3 separate regions of the Sus scrofa genome follow, and regions 2 and 3 are each linked to region 1. The links are chromatin contacts, called in public HiChIP or PLAC-seq maps. All regions are on one chromosome and are shown on one strand. Each heading gives the region's core, a stretch centred on a gene start, on an enhancer-like site or on the middle of the called end of the contact. The rest is flanking DNA. Distances are from core to core; before and after follow the strand shown.

What was found. HiChIP or PLAC-seq counts read pairs in DNA pulled down with a chosen protein or histone mark.
Region 2: an H3K27ac HiChIP or PLAC-seq map of alveolar macrophages shows a contact between it and region 1. The contact joins the promoter of DEPDC7 here to the promoter of EIF3M in region 1. A contact is called at or near these places in 1 of 5 promoter capture datasets (liver) and 1 of 2 datasets of contacts at active chromatin or transcription factors (alveolar macrophages).
Region 3: a contact with region 1 is called in an H3K27ac HiChIP or PLAC-seq map of alveolar macrophages. The contact joins the promoter of TCP11L1 here to the promoter of EIF3M in region 1. A contact is called at or near these places in 1 of 47 Hi-C or Micro-C datasets (heart right ventricle) and 1 of 2 datasets of contacts at active chromatin or transcription factors (alveolar macrophages).

The regions. Positions count from the first base shown.
Region 1 is chr2:28,281,051-28,285,261 of Sscrofa11.1, forward strand. It overlaps EIF3M (eukaryotic translation initiation factor 3 subunit M), which reads right to left and starts at 1,762. Exons shown (of 11, transcript XM_005661051.3): 1 at 1,606-1,762. The coding sequence starts at 1,647.
Region 2 is chr2:27,926,320-27,930,653 of Sscrofa11.1, forward strand. DEPDC7 (DEP domain-containing protein 7) reads right to left here and starts at 2,540. Exons shown (of 9, transcript XM_021083209.1): 1 at 2,383-2,540. The coding sequence starts at 2,455.
Region 3 is chr2:27,901,381-27,905,269 of Sscrofa11.1, forward strand. TCP11L1 (T-complex protein 11-like protein 1) reads right to left here and starts at 1,786. Exons shown (of 10, transcript XM_021083207.1): 1 at 1,412-1,786.

The sequences.
Region 1 (4,211 bases), core at 512-3,011:
CGTAGGGATATCATTAGTAAATTCAGAGGCATCACATTTTCTAAACCCACAAATATGTTTAGCTACCATAGCAGATTAAATCTATAGATCTGATGGTGCCATCCTTTCAGATAACACAGTACCTTCACATGATTTGGCAATATAAGCAAGATTTCATAAAACAAATATCACCATATCAGAGAGCACAAAAATAGCAGTGCATGCTGAAGAAAATACAATATGGTCTCCTCCGAAAGGCATTTGTTTGGTTTCTGCTTTGTGCACACAAAGCCAACTATGCAATCAATAGTTTATTGTTTTCATCTGTCACCCTTACTGTCTACAGGTGGTTGTGGAGTGGTAAAAGCAAAGGAAAGGATTTGCAACTCCACTTCACACCTGTAATCAGAAAATCCGACCAAAGTTAAAACTCCTGAAGCAGTCACGTATATACTAAAGGAATGGCCAATGTGAAACAAGAACAGTAGAAATGACACTTTAAAATATAATCAATGACAAGAACTTACTGCATCTAAAAACCCTTTCCTATGTTTAAAAACAAACAAAAAAAATAAGTACTTTTCAGTAACCTAATAACCATTTGTTGACAACAGATTCCATTCCTAATCAGGTATTTTTTTTTTCCCCTTGTCTTCCACATCTTCCTTTCTAATTGTGCTCAACTCCTTCCCTTTCTTGTTTTTCTTTCTTTTTCCTTTCTCCTTATTGTGCTCTTCAGGGCTGTGGGTCTGCGTTTCTACCAAAGGAGAAAACAAACAAAAACCCCACATCTGCAATTATAAAAGTTCCATTAGACTAGGAATGTTTTATTCTACAGGAACCAAAATTTCCGTGTTAGCGGAGTAAGAAAAAAAATACAAAATCACAACACTCAAGACCTCACAGAATATAGTTTTCAGTTCTGCAAAATTAGGGAAGATCTTTACAAGTTTAACTTTTGCTACGGAGAGAAACGAGAAGCATTAACCATAAACGCCAAAGAGCAAAACCCAAAAAGAAAATTTTTGAATATTAGCGCTGTTCACCAGGTGCATGCCTCAAAGTATGACGTTATGGTTTCCGGTTACAGAACTCTCACTCCTGCCCTTCAAATAAGGATATGAAACAGTCTACGTACAAAATAGGGGTCACCTGTGCCTCTGCGATCACATAACCATTTTGATTTTCAAATCGAAGTTATTTTTCCTTGTACTGCTAACGCCACCTAAAGATTCGCCACCTCCCACTCAGGGTGTGGCTATTAATTAGGGGACGGAAGCAGATACCCTTTGCAATGAGTCAAAAGTACTGCGTCGATAGAAGTTAACTCCAGGCTCTAAGAGTTCCGACACGAACTAGGAAGTTGGCCGTCGAGCTGCGGCTTACTCCTGGGCCCGCCGGCCCGCAAGCTTAGTGCAACTCCAAGCCAGAAACGCACGCCCCTGCCTCGCGGCCTCCCCAGTCTGGCGTGTGGAGGCCTTGAACGGCAGCTCTCGGCTCCCCGGCTGGCTCCGTAAGGCAGCTTCCCGCCGGCACAGCCCTGGCTCGCTCAGGACGTGGCCCCTCACACCGCTGAACACCACCCTTGGACCCCGCCCTGGCGTCAGCCGCGGCCCAGGGGCATACCTGATCTTCCTCGCTGATGTCGATGAACGCCGGGACGCTCATGGTGAAGACCGGGGCACCGCAAACGAGCACCTCCCAAACCACGCCGACCGGAAAAGAGAGCTGGGCTGCGCGGCGGCGCCTCCAACTGCTTCCGGGTCACCTTGCGCGAGTCTTGCGGGACAGGGGTAACCGGGTCGGGCGGAGCCACCGAGGCCAATCCCAGCGCGCGCTCTGGTTGGGGGCGGAGCGGGGCGGGGCGGAAGCGCCCTAAGCCGCCACTCCTGCGCCGCGTCTCGGCGCCTCTAGCTGCTGTGACTGTGTTCCCCCCTGTCCTATCTGTTACTGATCCGCTTGTCTCACTGAACTCACCTCGCACCTGAAGTTTTAAGCCAATTTTTTTTTAAGCTTATAATTTGACTCACTTTTAAGCCTTTAGCAGGCAGTACTCTCTGGCCAGGGAATAACAGCAATGTTCAAAGCTCCTTGACTTGCCTTTTACGATCCAGTGGGGTAAACAACACAGACAGCAAACAACACAGTAATTAGAAAAGGAGTCCTGAATGGCATCCTGTTTTACAGTAGGGACCCCCAGATTCGAATTCTTTGGAGTAGAATCCCTGCTGCACCACTTGATGGTTAACCGCTGCGTTTCGGCTTCCTCTTGAAAAAATAAGATCAAGTAATGTATAAAGCAATTAAAATACGGGGAACTCTGAATGTATTAACTGTTATGACATAGTTATGTAGCATGTTAAGCACAATTAAGATAAAAGTAAAGAACAAGGGTGGTGTATGAGCGTGTGTGCATGCCTTTTTAGACAGAGTGATCAAAGAAAGTGGCTCATGATATTGAGAACTGACCGAAATGAGGAAAGTACCAATGAAGAAATCTGCAGAAAAGCTTTTCCTGCAAAAGACAGCAAGGAAAGGATTTGAGGCAAGTGGCAAGGAGGCCTGTGGGCTGCATTTGAGTAAGAGAAGAGGAAAGGAAAAGGAGATGAGATAGGCATGGCCAGATCAAATTTTATAGGCCCTAATAAAGTTTATTTATTTATTTTGTCTTTTTAGGGCTGCACCCAAGACATATGGAGGTTCCCAAGCTAGAGGTCAATCGAAACTGTAGCTGCTGATCCACAGTGACAGCAATGCTGAATCCTTAACCCACTAAGCAAGGCCAGGGATTGAACCTGCGTCCTCATGGATGCTAATCAGATTTGTTTCCACTGAGTGTTTCCACTGAGCCACAACAGCAACTCCCCTAATAAGAGATTTAATTTTGACTTTTCTATGCCTGTAAAAGGTTTTGAGCAGAGGAGTGAGGAGGTCAAATTAACTTTTTTAGTAAAGGATCACTCTGACAGATGTGTTACAAAACATAAGTTGGGCAAGGGCCCAAGTAGAGAAACTAGTTAGAAAACTATTACAAAGATAAGAGCAAGAGAAGATGGTAGAATGGTAGTGAGAAATTAATTGAATTCTGGATAGTAAAACTGATAAGATTTACTACCAGATCAAATAAGGAATGTGAGAGAAAGAGGAACTCAAGGTGACTCCAAAGGTTTGGCCCAAGATCAAGCCAATCCCTTCTAACATCCTGGGGCAGACTATCTACTTACAGTAATTGCAAGCTACCTCTTATTTGAAAGTGCAGAAGAATAGCAAGGAGGCCTTGATATACACCTGAGATGGATATTGTTTAGAAAATTAGGGGAAGTTAAGTATAAGAATAAAAGATGGGAGGCATTTCCTGGTGGTTCAGCAGGTTAAGGATCTGGCATTGGCTTTCTCACTGCTGTGGCACAGGTTCAATCCCTGGCCTGGGAACTCCTGAGTGTCCTGAGTGCAGCCAAAAAAAAAAAAAAAAAAAAAAAAAAAAAAAAAAGTGGGAGATTCACCAGTAAGAAAGAGAACAACCCAATTTTAATGCAAATTAAAAACCTAAGATACCACTACACACTTACTACAAAAGCTAATTTAAAAAAAATACCAAGTTCTAATCAGGATGTGGAGCAACTGAAACTAATAAATTGCTTGTAGGGATGTGAAATGGTAATGGTAATCAAGACATTGTTTGCCAGTTTGTGATATGACATCAAGATAAGACAATTAGATCAAAGGAAGAGAGTAGAGAGCTTAGAAATAGATTCACACACAGTCAATTGCTTTTTGACTCAGATACAATGGCAGTTTACTTTTAAACAAATGGTGCTGGAACAATTGTACATCCATATGTGAGAAAAATGAAACTGAATTCATAGTTTAACCATATGGAAAAATGAACTTAAAATGAACCTTAGACCTAAATGTAAAATCTAAAACTGTTACACTTCTAGGAGAAAATACAGAAGAAAATTTTTGTGACTTTGGGTTTGTGATCAAAGGTTTTATAGATACATCTCTGAAGGCATGATCCATGAATGAGAAGAAATCGGTAAATTAGACTTCATCAAAATTAAGAACTTCTGCTCTCTGAAAGACACTATTAAGAGAATGAAAAGACAAGCCACAGACTGGGAGAAAACACTGGCAAATTACACATCAGATAAAAACTTGTATCCAGAGTATATGAAGCACTTTCAAAACTCAATAAAAAGAAAACAGCTAACCAATTAAAAACTCAGCAA
Region 2 (4,334 bases), core at 1,290-3,789, 350 kb before region 1:
CATGAAAATAGATAAATGTAGAGAACTGTATTTGGGGTATTAAAACTAGGTAGCTGTGACTGAGCGGGGAAAAATTCCTAAGAGTAATACCAATATTGCAACATTTTCACTGTACATTGGTTTTAGTAGTCCAAGAGTTTGTTTTCATTTTACAAGGCATTAAAGTTGCCATGCTGAAGACTGACACTGCCTCTGAAAAGGAGGCTGCAGGTAAACTATGTAAAATAAATAAAAAACAATTTTAAAATATGTTAGAACTATCAACAAAATTAGGCATGGGTCGATACTTTATTTCATACAGATTAAAGAGAGAGCATATGGGAAGTACTTTGAGCTCCCTAGAAAAGTGATACCAGGTGAATTCAAAGAATTAGGTTACAGTCTAAAGGGATAACAGGATAACATACCACTTTTTTACCTGTCTATATAAAAAGGCAAATATCTTGCAAGTATTTACTAAAGGTTAGCTTATAGACTTTCTTTCTTCCATACAGATCAGCTCCCTGGTTGTTACAGCCCCTTTAAAATGTGGAAGAGTTACTAATAGGTAAAGAAACAAATATACAAAGCTGCTTGCCAGAGCACACAGAACGACAATGGCAAGGAACCAAAATCCAGCGGCTCCCATTACCGTGCTCACTAGGACTGTGACAAGGCAACTAAAGAGTGGAAAGGGGATTAACACAGGATAACAGGGAGGGTTCCAACAGCAGCAAGCAAAGCACATGAGAATAGGCAGTGAGGCCTTCTCTGCCCACTGCACCAAGTATGCAGAAGACTGTGGTCCTTTCCTTGGGTTCAAATTCCATAACCATCATTTTAACTCTTCCCTCTGAGAGTTATCTATTTAATTTTGAATACATGTTCCCTTGCACTAAGAATCTGTTCACAAATGACCAAAGTTCTGAATTGGTATTTCAAGTGTTAGAGAAGACAAGACTTTTTTATTTATTTATTTAGCGTTTTAGGGCCGCACCTGGGCATACGGAAAGTTCCCAGGCTAGGGGTCGAATGGGAGCTACAGCTGCTGGCCTACACCACAGCCACAGAAACGCTAGATCTGAACGTCATCCGAAATCTACACCACAGCTCACGGTAACACCAGATCCTTAACCCACTGAGCGGGGCCAGGGATTGAACTTGCGTCCTCATGGATACTAGTCAGATTCATTATTGCTGAGCCGCAATTGGAGCTTCAAGAGAGGACTTTTAATCATGTAAAACTTGGGAATTTCTTTCACTTAAAAAGTGAGCCTAAAGATTTCTCAAGACTGTTTCCAAGACTATTTGATTTTATATTCCTAAATGATGAATTATTTCTCTTCTCTCCTATAAAACAAGGAAAAATTCTGAATGTAGCCATCATGTGCTCATCTGAATCCTTTCAATTGGAGGATAAGGTCAATATTAAGATTGTTTTTAGAAAAGTACAAACAGAAAAGTGCTTCTCTATCACAATTTATTCTTAGCATTTTGAAGATTATGCACCCAATGTGACCTACGACAATCCACTGACCACTCTTACCTTGAGGAATGAGTCACAGTTTCACTGGTTTGTTTTTACAAATGAAAAGTTTTTGTCAGATGGGGAACTAATTCTTAAAGCACCCCACATTGCAGCTACAAAAAGGGGGAAAGTTCTAACTTCTCTAAAAGTAAACTAAAAAAGCCAAGTGTTATCTGGACGTCTTAACTCTATTAACTGAGATGTAGGATACGTTGGAATTAGAATTTTAGAACCGATCGTCCAATTCTGTTCCGTTGTTGGAACATTTAAAAAACCCCAAGATGTTAGCATACTAACATTCTAAGCAAACCGCCCCCCAACACATGATTAAGCTGGCAGAATTCACCAGCGTCTCTCTTAATAACATAAATCCTCTGAAAAAGAAAAGCAAAAACTTCTATTCATTGAAATACCGTTTATCCGGAAAGCACAAAAAATACCTGAAGCCAAGTTTCTGCCGGTACAATTTAATATAACAGAAACTTCTCCTCACTCCCAGGAAGAATCTGGGGAACAAAGTGGGCAAGAGAGGCATTTGGGCCATGGCTGTACTGAGGAGTCAAGGTCTGTGGCTGAGACAGAAGGCAAAGAGCTATACCACTGCAGATATACTTGTCACCAGTACTGCTGTGGAGCACGTCTGGTGACCGTCTGCCAGCCCAGTCCGCAGCGGGAGCACAGACTAGGACACGGTTAAGTTAAAGTTTGGGTAACTTAGAAAGCTGAGCAGCGAAGGCACTGGTCCGAGCGGCCGCAGCTGTGAGGAGCTCCCGGAGGCCGCCGCGGACCTGGCTGTACCCGGCGGAATTCCCGCCCGCGCGAGAACCGCAGCCTGGGTCCCAAGCCCGCCCCCGGACAGGGTCCCTGGCACCTACCGGGAGGCCTCCGCGCGGGGCTCTGGAGAGCCGAGAGGTTCAGAGCCGCCGCCTTCTCCCGCACCGTGGCCATGGCAGCAGCGGACCACACGCCACCACCTCAGACTGCCTCACCGCGAAGTGGGTGCCGGCGCTGCGGCCGCCAGTTAACTGGCCGGGGCAGGGGCGGGGCTTCCGGCAGGCACCGCCCCCTGAATCCTCCGCCCCCGGCGGGCCCGCGGGACCGCCAAGCTCCACCGGTCACGTGCAGGCCCGGCAGGCAGTAACCTGCTGCCCCGCGGGCAAGGGAAAGGTACGGCAGCTTTCCCCTTGAGTCCCGGCCTCGGGGTAGCCAGATGGGAAATATTTCTGCGAACACGACCCTGCGAGTCCGCGCCTGCCCCACGCGGCCAGCATTTCGTCGCGGTTGGCAGAGTCCAAGCGCAGGCAGGGATAAGCGCCCGGCAGCCTCAGACCAGCTGGGTGCAAAGCACATCCCATCCCACACTGGATTACCTCTGGGCCTCACTGTCCTCACCTGTGCGCGGGGGCAGTATTAGTACCCACTTAACGGATTTATTTATTTATTTTTTTAAACGAGGATTACACGACCTAACTCATGTTCGGCATTTTAGTAGTTGGGTCTGGAACCTAAGTGCTTAATATTATATCACACCCATTTCCACGCATCCCTTCCTGTAAAGAACGAATCTTTTATCTGGCCCAGAGGAGCAATGTCTAGAGGTCAGTCAGGAGGGCAGGGGCTGGCCTTGGGGCTGGCTGCCAAGGAAATCAGTGCTGCCTTCAAAGTAACTCTGGGTCTGGTGGCCAGGGACAGAACTAGGAGAGAAGGGGAGGAGGAGGGTAAAGGGATCCAATGCTGGGGTACCTCTGAAAAGATGAGTTGATATGAGACCAGTAATTCAATTCTCCCCCTCCCCTTTCTAACTTGCGGATTTCGCAATCATTTTAAACCTTTAGTGTACTGTATAATAAATTAGGAGGAGGAGGATGACCGACCGTAACGTTATAAATTAAATGGTTTTTAAATGGGAGTTCATTAGCTTATTGGAGGACGCTCCTACACGTGGTTAGAAGAATACATACGTGTGGTTATTTCAAAGAATCCATATCAAGAAGCTGCGACCTTAGGGACCCCGGTTTAACGGGTGAGACCTGAGCCATTGCTGCTCCTAAGATTTGGATTAGTATTTTTATGTGCTCCCTCCCCCTGGTGGTAGTAAAACCCAGCTTTGCCTCAGTTCAAGGAATTTCCTTTGTTAATTTCTCAGTTGGCTATTGCTCTCAAAGATACACTTTAGGACTGGTTTCTGGTATCCAGTAGACCAGTTAACTTTACCTTATGCTTTTAACCGAATCAACACACAAGTCCGTTCTCACTACTCAGGAGAAAAAAAGCTCATCTTATTTTTGAAACCAAATCTTGAGAAACGGTAATATTGACTTAAGCGACTATTTTGATATTTTATAAAAATTTCAAAGAATTTTTTACCAGCTTGTGCTATCTTTGTCTGTCTTACCTGGCGAAATGCTCCTTTTTACTTATCCACACTCTATGCATCCTGGAGGCCTAATTCAAATCCCACTTTCTTCACTGGACAGACTTTTTTTCCAGATTATACTGATTATTTCTCCTCTACAGATCCATGGCAATTATCAAGTACATCACTGTTTAGGGGGCCGTCATATTGATATTACGTAATTATTTCAGCACACACTTTTTTTTTTCTTTTTTTTTACACGCCTGCCTGGCATATGGAAATTCTTGGGCCAGGGATTGAATTCCAGCCACAGCTGCAACCTACACCACAGCTGTGGCATTGCTGGATACTTAATGCACTGCACCACAGTGGGAAAACCACACATATCTTTTAAAAGTTTTTTTATTTGATTAAGTATAGTTTATTTACAATGTTATATTAATTTCTGCCATACCACAAAGTGATTCAGTT
Region 3 (3,889 bases), core at 536-3,035, 380 kb before region 1:
CCTTTTAATATTCGGCTCAAGGCCTACCTCCTCCGACGTCGCCTCCCCAAGCTTACCAGTGCTTGCACCTTTCTCTAAACTGCTGTAGGGATGGTTACTCGACTTGACCTTCATCATTGCCTTAAATCCAATTCAAAACATGTTTATTTAAAGAGGAAGAGAACGATGAAAAAGCATGGTCTAAAGGGAGAGGCAGACATTCTTACAAGGAAATACAGTGAAACTTAAGCCTTAATGGCATTATGAATCACTTAGGGAATATAGCAGAGGAGGTAAATAATTCTGCCTGGAGGAAGTTGGGATAACCTTCCCAGAAAAGGTGTTACTTGAGCTTGCGTTTTTGCAAAGAGTAGGATTTCACCCAATTAAAAAGCGTCTAGAGGAAGAGAGGAGGTGAAAAGGGGGGAATTTCACTCAAAAGGCACAATCGAAGGCATACAAAAATGAGAACAAGCTGCAGGTGATGAAAACCTAGAGATGCATTGGGGTCAGACCGTAAAATTGCTAGTTCTTATTTTTAAAAAAAAGGTCTTCACCTAGAGTTTTAACTTCTTAAGGGCAAGACCAACCATACTGCTCCATACATATAAGTACCTCCCCCAAACAGATAACCACCAAATAGTTGTTGATAGCTGTGTCATCTCTCTAGAGTCAGTTTATACAGGAGGGATGGGCGTTGGTCTAAAACAAACCTGGGTTCCAATTCTGGCTCTTTACCTGCTGGGTAACTAAAGTTTCCTCATCTGTCAAGTACAGCTACCCACCTCTTGGGTTTGGGGCAAGTGTAAAGGACAGAGCGTGCATAACGACAGCTGGTACACAACAGGCTTCCTTCCCCACAGATGGTAACTCTAATTAGAGGACTATAGGATACAGCGAGGACCCATTTAATTGCGTACAGTGTGCTCATTCATTCAACATTCCCCAATTCCTGCTATGCCCCAAAAGGGAACCGGGGGGTGGGAGGATCCTCGAACTTGCCGTGAAGACCGTCTATCTGAGCCGCACGCCGAGCCCAAACTGGACACAAGAGACTCCCCAGCAGAAAGGGTCTTTCAGCGAAATAAAGGAGCTCTGTCCAGAGACTGCGCGAACCCCTTGCTCTAGCACCCAGTGCCACTCTCTCCCAGCGAGCAGATTCCGTGGTAAACAACTGTTTGGGCCGGCGAGGGAGTGGCCGAGCCGGGAGCAAGCGAAGGAAGCGGGACGCGCCTGGAGGACGGCCTCGAGGGGTGGGACAAAGGCCGCGCTGAGACTCAGCCCGCCCGCAGTCTGCGCCGCTTCCACGCCTCCACGCGACATCACCGGGTCCCGACCGACGGGAAAAAGCGAAGAAATGCCTATAATTTCGACCTCGTTCCTCCCGTGCGGGCTCCGCAGGGCTGCCAGCCTCCGCGCCTGCTTCCCTCACCTGCCACGGAGTCAGCGTCCTCCCTCCTGCCGCTGGGCCGAGAATCTGACGGGGGGCCGGCGCAGCGGCGGAGGCGGGGAGGATGCGCGGCGGGCAGGGCGGTTCAGCCTCTGCCCCTCCGAGGCCGCATCCCTCGCTGCCCTGCCAGCGGTCCTCCCCGCCCGGGTCGTGTGAGTAGCGGCCAGCGTGGCCGCTCCTCAGCGTCGGGTAGCGAGCTAGAGAGAGCTTTTAGCCGAGAGGCGCCCGCCCCACGTAGGGCGACGCCATGTTTCGGTACGGAAAGGCCGGAGGCGCGGCAGGGTGCCCGCTGAGGGGGCTCAGTGGGCGGTGACTCGGAACCGGGAGGCCCCCTTCCTCATAGGGAGGCGCCATATTGCCGTACGGAAAGGCGGCCGGAGCCGGCGGCCTGAGGGGTAGGTGGTGCCCAGCCAGTCAAAAAAGAAAGGAAAAAGGCCGCTTAGCTGCAACGCCTTCCTTCCCCGCCCTGGTTTTTAAATTTAAATATTACATCATATTTTGTAGCTGCGCACAGTTTGTCCGGTCCCCTCATTTTGGCTGTTAAGGTCACGCCCACCAGGTCTCACTTTAACGGTTAGACTTGGTTTGGATCATCTAAGTGACTCGAGTTGAAAGTGAGACTTTAACCGCGAAAAGATGGAAGGCCAGGGGCAAACACAGCTCATGAGAGTTCAGCTTGGTTTAGATAGTTCTGAAACACAGTGAGCAGTCAGCATTTTATGTGCCGTCTGCGTTCCAGAAAGGAAAAATACCCTGTCAAGATGAGCTCGTTCTGGAGGCTTCTTTCCCTTCGTCCCAGGTACCCGGGGCTGTGACTGTTGCAGCACTGGACAACTAGTTGCTGATCCAAGAGAACCATGCTTTCCTCAGCCTATAGCAGTAAGATAGCAAGCTAAATTAATAGAAATATTTTTAGGGCCTGATCTTAAAAAAGTAAAAGCTAGTGACTCTTAACTGTTCATTTGTAAAATGCTTTAAGACAGCATCAAATATGTTTGTCTTAAAATGAAGGTGATAATTGTCTCCTACCTGTAAACTATAAAACTTGTTAAATTTAAGTAACTAGAACAAAATAAGATGGAGTGAAATTAGTGCTGACAAACACTATTTCTATATAAATCACATGTGGGAAGTTGGCCTAAAGTATTGAAGGCTGAGAGCAATGCAACACCCTCAAACCTTTCAGTAGCAAGCACATCACACAGTTTTCCCTTAAGCACACACTCCGTTCTCTGATAAGGATTCACCTTTTGGGCGTGGGGTGGGGTGCTTAAGAAATTCAATTAACTGGAAATAAGATTTAGAAGAAAACATTCAATTCTCATTTCTGAATCCAGACCAGTATATCTTAGTCTCTAGATTAGTGATTCCAAACCCTGACTCCACCTTAAAATCTCCTGGGAAGCTGTGGTTCTTTACCATATGTAACTCTGGGCAGGGGGCCAGAGCTGGTGGGTGGTGATGGGCCAGGCAAGAATTTTGAAGCTTTCCAGGTGATTCTAAGAAGCATCCAGGGAGTTCCCGTCATGCTCACTAGCATCCATGAGGACTCAGGTTCGATCCTTAGCCTCACTCAGTGGGTTAAGGATCCAGAGTTGCCATGAGCTGCGGTGTAGATCACAGAGGTGGTTCAGATCTGGCATTGCTGTGGCTGTGGTGTAGGCAGCAGCTACAGCTTTGATTCGACCCCTAGCCTGGGAATTTCTATATGCCTTGCGCACAGTCCTAAAAAAACAAAAAAAGAAGTTTCCAGGCTAGAACAGTTTTCCTAGTGAGATCTACCTCTTACTGCCACACCCCTGGTGTCCCCTTGAAGGATTAATGTAAACAATTTTCACATGTGGAGGGGAAGCTGCAACACCGCCAAAACCACTGATTTGACTTGGAATGACTTCCTTATAATCTTTGGATATATTCTGAATAGTATAAATATTAACATTGACACATGTTCCAGTTTGCTTTTTGGCTGCAATAACTGGAAACTCAAATCACCTCAAGGTAAAGGGAGTTCGCTGCGAGGCTACCCGGGGTTTGGAAGAAGAAAGCTGGCCACTGCTCTAGAGATTGGTACTACTCTGTCATCTCCCCAGGACACACAGATCTCTCATCACATCTCTGTTTCTTCCTGCAGTCTGCCTCATTCCTCTCTCTACAATACAGACCAGCTTCTTCATTTTCTTAGTCATTATTCCTTCATAATTTAATTTTTCTATTTACAATTCGATTGGCCAAGCTGATTTTTGTGCCACAGTCTCATTTGCCAGCAGATAGCCTTTGGATCAGTACCTAGCCCTGGGCAACTCACCTAGAGATGTGGGGAGCTCACCATCACCTAGGCATCAGGTGTATAAGTGGGGGAGTATCCCCAGGAAGGTATCATGGATGAATGAATAAGGGCAAGTAGAAAATGATGATTGACAGTTCTAGTGATACAAGACAGTTGTTCAATAGAGAATGGAC